Regions from separate parts of the Sus scrofa genome. Here regions 1 and 3 are each linked to region 2. Evidence: chromatin contacts called from public Hi-C data. All regions are on one chromosome and are shown on one strand. The core of a region is the stretch at or near the end of the contact, and the rest is flanking DNA. Distances in the headings are between cores, read along the strand shown.

Evidence for each region. Hi-C and Micro-C count contacts between places; a contact is called where the count stands out from the background.
Region 1: a Hi-C map of skeletal muscle shows a contact between it and region 2, with 5 times the contacts expected there. The contact joins the promoter of PHF20 here to the promoter of SCAND1 in region 2. A contact is called at or near these places in 2 of 47 Hi-C or Micro-C datasets (heart right ventricle and skeletal muscle) and 2 of 2 datasets of contacts at active chromatin or transcription factors (alveolar macrophages and skeletal muscle).
Region 3: a contact with region 2 is called in a Hi-C map of skeletal muscle, with 10 times the contacts expected there. The contact joins the enhancer-like site here to the promoter of SCAND1 in region 2. A contact is called at or near these places in 3 of 5 promoter capture datasets (fetal liver, fetal skeletal muscle and liver), 17 of 47 Hi-C or Micro-C datasets (alveolar macrophages, brain, embryonic fibroblasts and 8 more) and 2 of 2 datasets of contacts at active chromatin or transcription factors (alveolar macrophages and skeletal muscle).

The regions. Positions count from the first base shown.
Region 1 is chr17:39,091,149-39,094,314 of Sscrofa11.1, forward strand. PHF20 (PHD finger protein 20) reads left to right here and starts at 1,648. Exons shown (of 18, transcript XM_021078131.1): 1 at 1,648-1,780.
Region 2 is chr17:39,244,038-39,247,636 of Sscrofa11.1, forward strand. It overlaps SCAND1 (SCAN domain-containing protein 1), which reads right to left and starts at 1,591. Exons shown (of 1, transcript XM_003134419.4): 1 at 419-1,591. The coding sequence starts at 1,154. The coding sequence ends at 615. It overlaps CNBD2 (cyclic nucleotide-binding domain-containing protein 2), which reads left to right and starts at 1,338. Exons shown (of 13, transcript XM_021077743.1): 1 at 1,338-1,710. The coding sequence starts at 1,360.
Region 3 is chr17:39,456,822-39,460,238 of Sscrofa11.1, forward strand. It overlaps EPB41L1 (band 4.1-like protein 1), which reads left to right. Exons shown (of 23, transcript XM_021078015.1): 15 at 3,000-3,182. Among named protein-coding and RNA genes, the nearest start is that of AAR2, 40 kb to the right of the region's middle. Within about 2 kb of position 2,155, at least 3 of the 83 cell types and tissues checked have an H3K27ac peak or open chromatin away from gene starts, as enhancers often do. A contact at or near this core is called in skeletal muscle, where this site is marked.

The sequences.
Region 1 (3,166 bases), core at 398-2,897, 150 kb before region 2:
AGACCCAGCTTGGATCCCCTGGTGCTTTGGCTGTGGTGTAGGCTGGCAGCTGCAGTTGATTTGACCCCTAGCCTGGGAACTTCCATATGCCGTGGGTGTGGCCCTAAGAAGCAAAAAAAAAAAAAAAAAAGACACAAATGAAGTTATCTACAAAAAAGAAAGCCTCACAGACATAGAGAACAGATGGTAGTTGCCAAGAGAGAGGGATGGCAGGAGAGTCTGGGGTTAGCAGATGCATTATTATGTATAGAATGGATAAACAACAAAGTCCTATTGTATAGCACAGGGAACTATATTCAATATCCCATGGTAAACAATATGGGAAAGAATATAATAGAAGGTATAGGAGAATGTATGGGAGGTGGTGCAGCAGGTTAAGGATCCGCATTGCTGCAGCTGTGGCACAGGTTGCAGCTGTGGCAGAGGTTAGATCCCTGGCTGGGAACCCCCACATGCCAGCAGTTTTGGTCAAAAAAAAAAAAAAAACTATATATGCGTATCACTGAGTCACTTTGCTGTACAGTGGAAATTAATACAATATTGTAAATCAACTACTCTTTAATTAATACATTTTAAAAAAGAAAAAAAATGTGAATTAAAACCATAATGTGCTACCACTTCACACTCACTGGAATAGTTATAACAATAGAAAAACAGAAAAAAAAAAAAAGAAGACTTCACTGAGAAGATGACAAACAGATCTTTAAAGAGTCAGATTTGCCAAAAGCAACAGCCTCGTCAATGGCCTAGCACCTGGAAAGAGAATGGAACCAAAAAAATGGACAGCAGGTCATTGTGGCCAAAGGGTTAGCAGGGAGGAGAGTATTTGAAGGAGAGATTGGTTGTTTTAAGCAGGGGGAGTGACATGATTACATTTACATTTTAAGAAGTGCAATCTAGCGACCCAGTTTTTCCAATATAAAATAAAGTCGTTGTTGCCTTTCTAAAAAAAAACAAATGTTTAGCATTTCTCTTTAGGACTTCCCAAGTCTCATTGGGAAAGCATCTCAGACCCTTCTGAGGCTTCCTCCTTAATCCTTTGAGGCAGAATACAGCTCGTCTCCACACCAGCTATTGGAATCCTTTCCAAGAAGTTAATGAGGTAAAGTGGAGGAGAGATGAGGGCAAAAACCCTGAGGCAGGAACGAACCTGGCTTGTTTGGGGACCTGAAGGATGCTAAGATCTGAATGTGTGAGAATGCGAGAGAGGCACATTAGGCACAGACTCTGAAAAGCCTGATAGAATACAATGATGATTTAGATCTTAATCTGAAGAACAGTGAGTAATGAGTTTTGAGCAGGGGATGGCTGTGACTATAGCTGCGTTTTGAAAAGCTCCAGCTGAGTGTGAAGAATGGATTGGAAGGGGTAAGAGTAAGGAGATGGAGAAGATAATAACCACCATCCAGAAGAGAGTTTAAGGTGGACTAGAGTGGAATGTTGGCAGCGGGATGGAGAGAAGTAGGAGGCTTCGAGATGCATTTAGGAGGCAAAATTAACAGGCGAATCGGTACTTCGTGCTTCGGATCCGGGCGCAGGCCAGTTCCCGCGCGTCAGGGCCGTGGGTGTGACCCGCCAGGGCCGTCGCCACGGTGATAGGGACGGGGCGGGGCCAAGGGCGGGGCAGTTGAGGCGCTGCGTCACTCGGTGGTGGCGATGGTGCGTGTGTGTGGGGGGCGGGGGATACGCTGGGCGCGTCCCGGGGGTCACGTGGTGCGCAGCACGCAGAGCCCTTCTGTCGGTTGGTCCTGGAGCGGCGCAGCCGGAGCGGGGCTGTGAGGTGAGCTCGCGGCGAGGCGCGGCGAGGCGAAGCCGGCTGGCTGGGGCCGGGTCGGGTCGGGCCCGCGCCGCGCGCGCGCGCTTGCGCGCGCCGTGCGGGCAGGGACGGTGACGGACGCCACCGCTGCTCCGGTCCCCTGCCCGGCCCCGCTCCCCGCCTGGCCCAGCTTGCCCAGCCTGGAGGGAGGCCCAGGGACCGCTGTCGAGAGCGTGGCGGGCGTGCGAGCGGCACCCAATCCCCAGGGCTGCCCGCGAGAGTGACAGTGGCTGCGACCAATCAGCGCCGCCCGAGGGGGCTGAGCCGCGGGGTGCGGGCCCCGGGCGCGGAGCGGGCCGTGTTGGGGGTGGGGGGTAAGCGCTAGGGCTGGATCCTCAGCTCTGTGGCCCCGGAGGGCTCCACCACCAACCCCTGCTGTTTCCTTGTGCTTCGGGAACGCGTTTTCTTTTCTTGACTCTTTTATCGTATTCTGGGGAGCACACCCCTTCTCCAAGCCCTTGACTATGGGAGTGTCCCCTTTCTCTATAGTTTTGCAAAATGTGGTCGGTGCATCCCCTTTCTTAAGCTCTAGCCATGGAGTTTTATCTTAATTTGTAGAGCCTCCTCAACTGAGGATGTACCTCCTGACCCACGACCCCCTCAGTCTGGGAGGGCACTCCCATTTCGAGCCTCCAGTTGAATAAGCATTTCCTTTCAAATTTGGGGGTTCATCCCATTAGCGAGTCTAAAATCTGGAGCCCAGGAACCAGAGTTTTGGGAGTACTTATGTTCCCATAAATCCAAGGAAGAATCTCCTTTTCTAGGCCCAAAATCTGGTAACGTGCTTTCCAGAATTTCTTCATTGTAGGGGCTGCTTCCTCTCCTAACCCTTCAAATCTGGGCGTGCACTTCATTACCAGTCTCGAAAATGAGATTCAAATCCTGAAGTTTGGGAATACATATTTGTATTTATACAAGAGAATTCAGTGTTTTTTTTTTTTTTTCAGTCACTCTCTTCTTGGAGTTGCATCCTTTTTCATGAGTCCTCCAAATCAGACCACCTTATTTCCTGGGGGAGACTTACTTTCTTACGTTAAAGTGTGCTTGGTTCTAGTGCCCCCCAAATGTACAGCATGCACTCCTTCGGTTATGCAGGATGTAGGCACCTTTCTGATGCTTATTATATCCAGAGGGCACACCTTTTTTCTGAGTCCTCTTATTTCCAGGGGATGGTTTGTGGTTCTTAAGCTTTTCTGCCATCCAAGATATTTTCTGTCCTCAGTTTTCTTCCCTCTTTGGAACCACGTTTCCCTTTAGTTGGTCTCTCTGGTCAGTGCACCTATTTCCTCTTCCTTCCTTTGGTGAATGTATATGTTTTTTCAGCCCTACACTTTCTATGCTTCTGTGGCC
Region 2 (3,599 bases), core at 341-2,840:
ACAAGCGTCCTATCCTAATAAATCTGTTTCTTGCCTATTAAAAAAAAAAAAAATAGCCTGATGAATTGGGCCTTTGGGGAAGCCAGTGCCCAAAGGGCAGGCAGGTGGGACAAGTAGTTTGGCAGTATTGATACAGCAATGGCCACTTAAACGAGTATTTAGTAGAGCTAACAATTTGTCTGCACCATCCCACAGTCATAAGGTAAGACTATAACCATCATCTACCCTCTTAGGTAGGAAAACAAGCTCAAATTCCAGCTAGTGAGAGGGTAGAGCGAATACGGAACCCAGGCTGCTGGACCCACATTACCAAACAAAGGAAACCCAAGTGGGGTCCTAGGGAACGCGCAGGAGAAAATTTCCCAGATGTGGAGGCCCAAGCCTAGCCAACCCAATGATTCCACAAAACCTACGAAGGTCAAGTGAATAAGAAAGGCTTTATTCTCATGAGCTCCCAACTTGATTTCGCCACCAGTCAGAAAGGTTGGAAATAGGCTCGGGGAAATAAACATTGCAAAGGACGACCGAAAAGGACACTCGAGACTGCAGGAACAGCCAAAACTCGTTTTTCATTAACGCAGAATGGAGAGCCGGGCCGCCGGCAGCCCGGCTGCTCAGCCTGTAATGCGTACGTCTGTGCGGCGGCGAAGCCGCCGGGCCCGCGCCGCCTCGGGCAGGATGGCGAGCAGCTGCTCTTGCACCAGCATCTCCACGATCTGCTCCTTCGTGCGGATGTCGGGCCGCAGCCACTGGCGGGAAAGCTCCCGCAGCTGCCGGAACGCTTCCCGCGGGCCTGCCGCGTCTTGGTAGCGGAACTGCCGGAATCGCTGGCGGAACGTCTCTGGGCCGGGCCGGGAACCGCCAGGGCCTGGGGGTGAGCGCGGAGCTGCTTCGGCAAACGACGCGGAGCCCAGGGCTGCGGGCCCGAGGGGCAGCTCCAGGGAGGCGGAGGCGGCCGAGTGAGGCGTAGGATTCTCTTCGGCGACCTCGGCCTTGGGGCTGGAGGGCTTGGGGGCAGGCGGTGGGGCCTCAGGAGTCGAGAAGGAGTCCGCAGAGTCACGCTCCGGGCCTGAGCTCGGGCCGGCCCCTTCTTCTTTCCCCAACGGCAGCGCGAGACTCCCGGTAGCCGCCAAGCTCAGCTCGGTGGCCGCCATAACTCCGCTACGGACGTCACTCTTTGTCCCGCAGCTGAGGGCGCGGCACTACGTCTGCGCGGGGGCTGGGTAAGGAGGGAGACGTTTCCGCTAGAGGGCGGAGTCCGCGAGACCCTGAGGGAGGCGGGCGGGGGGCGCCGTGAGCTTACCAGCGCCGGCGAAGCGGCTGGGGCGGCCGGAAGTGGTCGTCCCCGCTGGCTTCTCTATGATGACCTCGGTGCGCGAGCGCCCGGAAGCCGAGTCTGGGCTCGAGGACGCGGCGCCCCCTCGCGTTCGCGAGTCCCGCCAGGAGGCGGCGGCCACAGCAGGGCACCCGGCTAATCTAAGCGTGCAATGGTCAGTTCGGGATGGTGGCGCCTCCGAGCACCAGTTCGAGGAGAAGGAGGAGGCGGGGAAGGAACCCGAGGAGGTGTCGGAGGATGACTCTGAGGAGGAGAACTCTGAGGAGGAGTTGGAGGAGGAGTCGGGGGAGGAGCCGGTGCCGGAACGCCTACTCAGGCCCAAGGAGGAGGGGCCCAAAAGGGTCATCATGCGACTTGGTGGCTTCGGCCGGCAGGTGACCTGCGCCGCCCCTGCCTCTGCATGCGCACCTTTTTACCCGACCCTAATTGGGATGAAGGCGAGCCAGAGCTCGCGGGGTCTGGGGCCCAGCAGGTGGCAGAGAAGGGACGGCGGGATGACTGTCAGGCATTAGGGGGAGGGCCCAACTCGGGAAAGTTCTTTCGCTCAGTCGAAAGAGGGCAGTACACCTGCCTGGTAGAGGGAGTGACACAGATAACGTGTGTAAGATCCTCAGCACACAGAGTAAAACTTGCCCTTCTCATGGCACAAAGTAAATGCTGAAGAACTTTTTTTTTTTTTTTTTTTTTTTGCGTGTCCTCTGGAATCAAGGGACAGGTGGCGCTGTAGGTTTTGCTTTTAATTTTAGGATTACTAAATAGACTAAATGTGTACTGCCATATAGTGGTCACTAGGTATGTATGCTTACCTCGTTAGTTCTTGAAATGTGGCTAGTCAGAAAGGGAATGTCCTGTAACGTGACATATATACAGGACTTGGTATGAAAAAGATAAAGTGTCGCCGTAATTTTTTCTGTTGTTACATGTTGGATTGATAATATTTTGCATATATTGAGTCAAATAAAATATATAATTCAGGATTTCCTGTCGTGGCTCAGTGGTTAATGAATCCACCTAGCATCCATGAGGACACAGGTTCGATCCCTGGCCTTGCTCAATGGATTAAGGATCCTGCATTGCTGTGAGCTGTGGTGTAGGTTGCAGATGCCGCTGGGATCCTGTGTGGCTGTGGCTGTGGCTTAGGCCAGTAGCTACAGTTCCGATTCGACCCCTAGTCTGGAAACCTCCATATGCCATGGGTACTAAATATATATATATATGTATATAAATGTCAAATTTCATGTGTGTCATTTTACTTTTTAAATGTGACCTACTAGAAAACTATTTTTTATGGGGGGGGGCGCACCTACAGCATATGGAAGTTCCTAGGCTAGGGGTGGAATCTGAGCTGCAGTGCCAGCCTAAGCCACAGCCACAGCAATGCCAGATCCCAAGCTGCCTATGTGGCCTACACCAGATCCTTAACCCACTGAATGAGACCAGGGATGGAACCTGCATCATCACAGATACTAGTTGGGTTCTTAACCCACTGAGGCACAACGGGAAATCCAAAAACTTTAAATTATATATATGGCTTCCATTACATATATGTTGAAAAGTAAAACTGTGCTACCCTGTTGGAATTAGGCTGCCTTGGTGGAATCCCAATCTATTTGCCATAGGCCAGAGTTGTTGAGAGGATTAAATAGTAAAGACTTTGGAAAGAAAGGGCTGTTTAAATATTTGTCTTCATTAAACTGCTGTTTCTGAGTTTTCTTGTCTGTACATTTTGGATGTAATAGAACTTATGTCATTAGTAGTTATGAAAAGTCAGTGAGATGATGCATGCTTTGTATCCCCATTTCACAGACAGGGAAACTAAGGAACGAGACGGGTCCCTTATGAAAGCTTTTTATGACACTTGCAGTCCCTTTGATTTCTGTGCAGAATGAATGGGCCGTTTAAACAACCATCAACATACTAGTGGCTCTGGTATAAAACTTGCCTCTCCCATAGGATGTACTCTTGCAAATGTGTTAAAATGGATCCTCACAGAACATTTTCCATAGCCTGAAAACCTTGCAAGTCATCACACTGGGCCTTTATTGTTTTTAGTTACTAACATGTAAAAACTGGGAGGTTTTGTGTGCAAATCTGGACTTCCAGCTTTTCTTGAAAAAGTGGACAAGCTGGCTACACTGGACCCACCCACATTCCTGCCTGTTAACAATTAGTAGGAGCTGTCTCCTTCCTTTAGACAAGATACTTTGTTCCAGTTAGCCTCAATCCCTACCACTCCCTATTGTTTCATGTTACCTTAACATTC
Region 3 (3,417 bases), core at 905-3,404, 210 kb after region 2:
GCTTTCCCTGAGGGGCTCTCCTAGTGGACTCTGGCCTCCTTGCTCCCTCCTAATGTGCCCCTGCAACTTGGTCTGGATGTGCACAGCGCCCTTCACCCATGATAGGGTGTCCCTGCAGGCCCTCACAGTGTGAGGCTCAAGTGTGTCCCCTCCTGCCGCCTGCCCCCATTTCCCACATACCTGTGCCCACACTCACACAGGCCCAGATGGCCCCAGACTCACCCGTTCACTCACAGATACCCCTCTCACCCAGAGCTATGCACCCGACATGCAGACAGCATGCACACGCACACAGGCTCATGCATACACGGTGTAGCGTGCTTCCGTCATGCACTCCCACCTCGGACAGCGAGAAGCGTAATCGTCTAGAATCTTCCCGTCCCATCTGCTGAGTGTGACTGCTCGCTTTGGCTCCAGTCCTCCCCTCCCCTTCTCCACCTTCCTGGGCTCCCTGCTACACGCCCAACACCTTCTGACGACCTCGCTGCCCTGCTGGCGGCCCACCCAGCTTCCCAGAGTGCTCTGGGCTATCTGCTGGACCAGGCCAGTCGCGGTATCTCTAATCCATTTGCTCTACTGACCCTGCTGGTTCCTTTTCCTTCTCCCACGTCCCGCTAGCCGGAGCAGGAAACCACGCCGAGACACAAGCAGGAGGTACTGCATGGGGCCTGTCCCCTCTCACCCAGCCATTCATTCCCAGCTCTCTGTCACCGGCCCACCCTCCATCCCAGGCTCATATCCCGGCACCATCTCAGCTTGAGCTTCTCCTCCTCTCCCGGTCATACTCCTGCCCCACCCACCCACACCTGCCATCACCCCCTCCCCGTCTTAAGCTCATCCATAGACCCCCACCCCCAACCATGTTCCCCTCTCTTCCCTCCCCTCCTTCCCTCTTCCCAGCATCATATTCCACCTCTCCAGACTACCCCATGCTTGCTTTCCACCTGCTGACCCTGCCACCTGTGTCCCTCAGTTCTTCCAGGCCATTCCATCCTTTCATTGAACTCATCTCCACCCCCATGCCCCCAACCCTTCCTTGGACTCCTCTCCTCCCCACACCACCATCTGGTCATGCCTCCACCTCATCTGTGTCACCTGCGTCCCACCCCAAGCTTCATTTTGTATCTCTTGCAACCAGATGTGGGAGTGGGGGGTGGGGGGAGGGAGGAGCCTCAGAGCACCTCTGACCTCTCAGACCCCGGGGGCACCTCCCACAGGTAGGGCCTCTGCTGCTCCAGCATCGTCAGGAAAGCCTCCTCTTTCCTCCTTCTCCTCCTGTCCCTCCTCCCATTTGATGCTTCTGTCAGCTGATTCCTGCTGTGTTAACCACTCCTTCCCTTTCACAGTCTCCACGTCTCTCCTTTGAACCTTAACTGCAGTTTCCCTGTTCTTAGGGAAGCGTTGAGGGAAAGGCCAAAGGCTGGGCCATTAGCAGGGCCTGGCTTTTGGAGTCCCAAGATCTGGGTTTCCACCTCAGTTCTGCCACTGACTTTTTGAGGGTCTTGAGAAAGCCCCTCAGGCCCCAACCCCCCTGTCTGCACAGTGAGGCATTTGGACTAGATTTCCCTCAGGCCCTTAACCTTTAAGGATCCCAGGGTTCCACAACTCCCTTCAGCCTTCGGGCACACCATGTCCACAGAGCTAGCGCGGCAGGTTCGGGATAGAAGGTCCCTAGCCACATCTTGGGTCCACAGCAGCCCCAACCCCCCGCCCTGGGCAAACTCTCAGGTTTGATTTCTCAGACAGACATTTCCTGAGGCAGCCCTGCTCAGGAAGGGATGCAGAAGGTACAGACCGAGAGGGAAAGCAGAGCCTCAACGGCATCAGTTTCCTTCCTGAACTAACTCAGGAGTTAGTCATAGTGGATCCTTGGATGCCAGACATATGCCCAGGGCAAGATTCTAGCCTTGTCCAAGGGCAAGCTTGCCTTCCAGGTCGCTGTTCCAGAATCACTGATCTGACTTTATAATAAGCTGAGATGGTCCACTTCTTGTCCTAAATCCTCAAAACAGCATTGCTGATAAGGGTCCTTGGGCTACCAGCCCACCTGCCCTCCCCCCAGAAGTAGGCTGGCCACTGCCAGCTCCCATGCAAAGGCTGGTCCTCTCTTGACTGAGAGCAGATTGCTGTCTCATGCTGTACTGGCCAGAACTCAGGCTTGGCAGTTTAATGTGCACCTGTGACTCCAGCTGTCGCCCGCAGCGCAGTTCTTGGGCCTGGCCTTGGGAGTTACCTCTCTTCTTCCTGGTCTCTAATTCTCATCTTCCTGAACACTCCACAGAGTCCTAGGTTCTCTCTCTGGCTGTATCTCACACTGTCACCTTGAGCAGTTGGTACCTCCAAGGTATCTGGGAGATCCTGGGTGTTTGGGAAGGGTAGTGGCTCCCAGCCGAAGATGCTCAACGTAATCTCTCCTGGGTGCCTGGTGTGGAAGCAGGGCACATTTTTATGGATGTCCCTGGCTTTAGAAGGGCCCTACAGAAGCTGAGTGATGGCACATATTGGGCTAGGAGGGGCCTAGACTGAGGGTCCTGCTACTCACAGTCGTCCAAGTCTGGACCAGAGGTAGGGATCCAGGAAATGGGCCAGAGCAGCCTAGTGAACAGGATCAGTGAGCTCTCTCTGTGCCTTGGTTGTAACCAGAGAGACGTCACCTCTGAGACTTATGAAACTAGAGGGAACTCATCCAGACCTGTGCGATTTGGGTTGACTTAGATGTTCCGAGGCCAGGATTCAGGCCAGGGAGAAGTCTCATCTTAACCTTGTTAAACTTAAGTACTTTTTGCTCTTTTGTTTAATCTTGAGTGCTTTGTTCACCTGTTGGGGCTAATCATCCCTGCCCTGTTTAGCTTATGGGAAGGTGTGGGATAAGGCAGGGCCATGGATGGGAACCCATTTGCTGAGGAAGAGCAGTGTTGGGGACCATTACCAGCTTTACCACACCTTGCATCCTCCTCTCACTGCCGATTCCTCTGACTCTCCTCTCCATGCACCCCTAGTTCTTAGACAAGCCAGAGGACGTCTTGTTGAAGCACCAGGCCAGCATCAATGAGCTCAAGAGGACCTTGAAGGAACCCAACAGCAAACTGATCCACCGGGATCGAGACTGGGAGCGGGAACGCAGGCTGCCCTCCTCGCCTGCCTCCCCCTCCCCCAAGGGCACCCCTGAGAAAGCCAATGAGGTAGGTCTTACCTTGAACCACTCACCTGGGGCCTTGGGTAAAGACCATGGGGAAGGTTGCTATGTATTGATGTCCCCTTCCCCTCCCCACCTATATGCTTCCCCCCATTGCTGCCTAAGGTGGCGATGAGCGTAGGGTGGTGGGTTAAATCGAGGAAGTCAGACTCACTCAGTCTTGGAATCCTGAGCCCCAGAGACCACCTTAAAAGACTCAAAAGTCTCACCGTAGCCTGGTG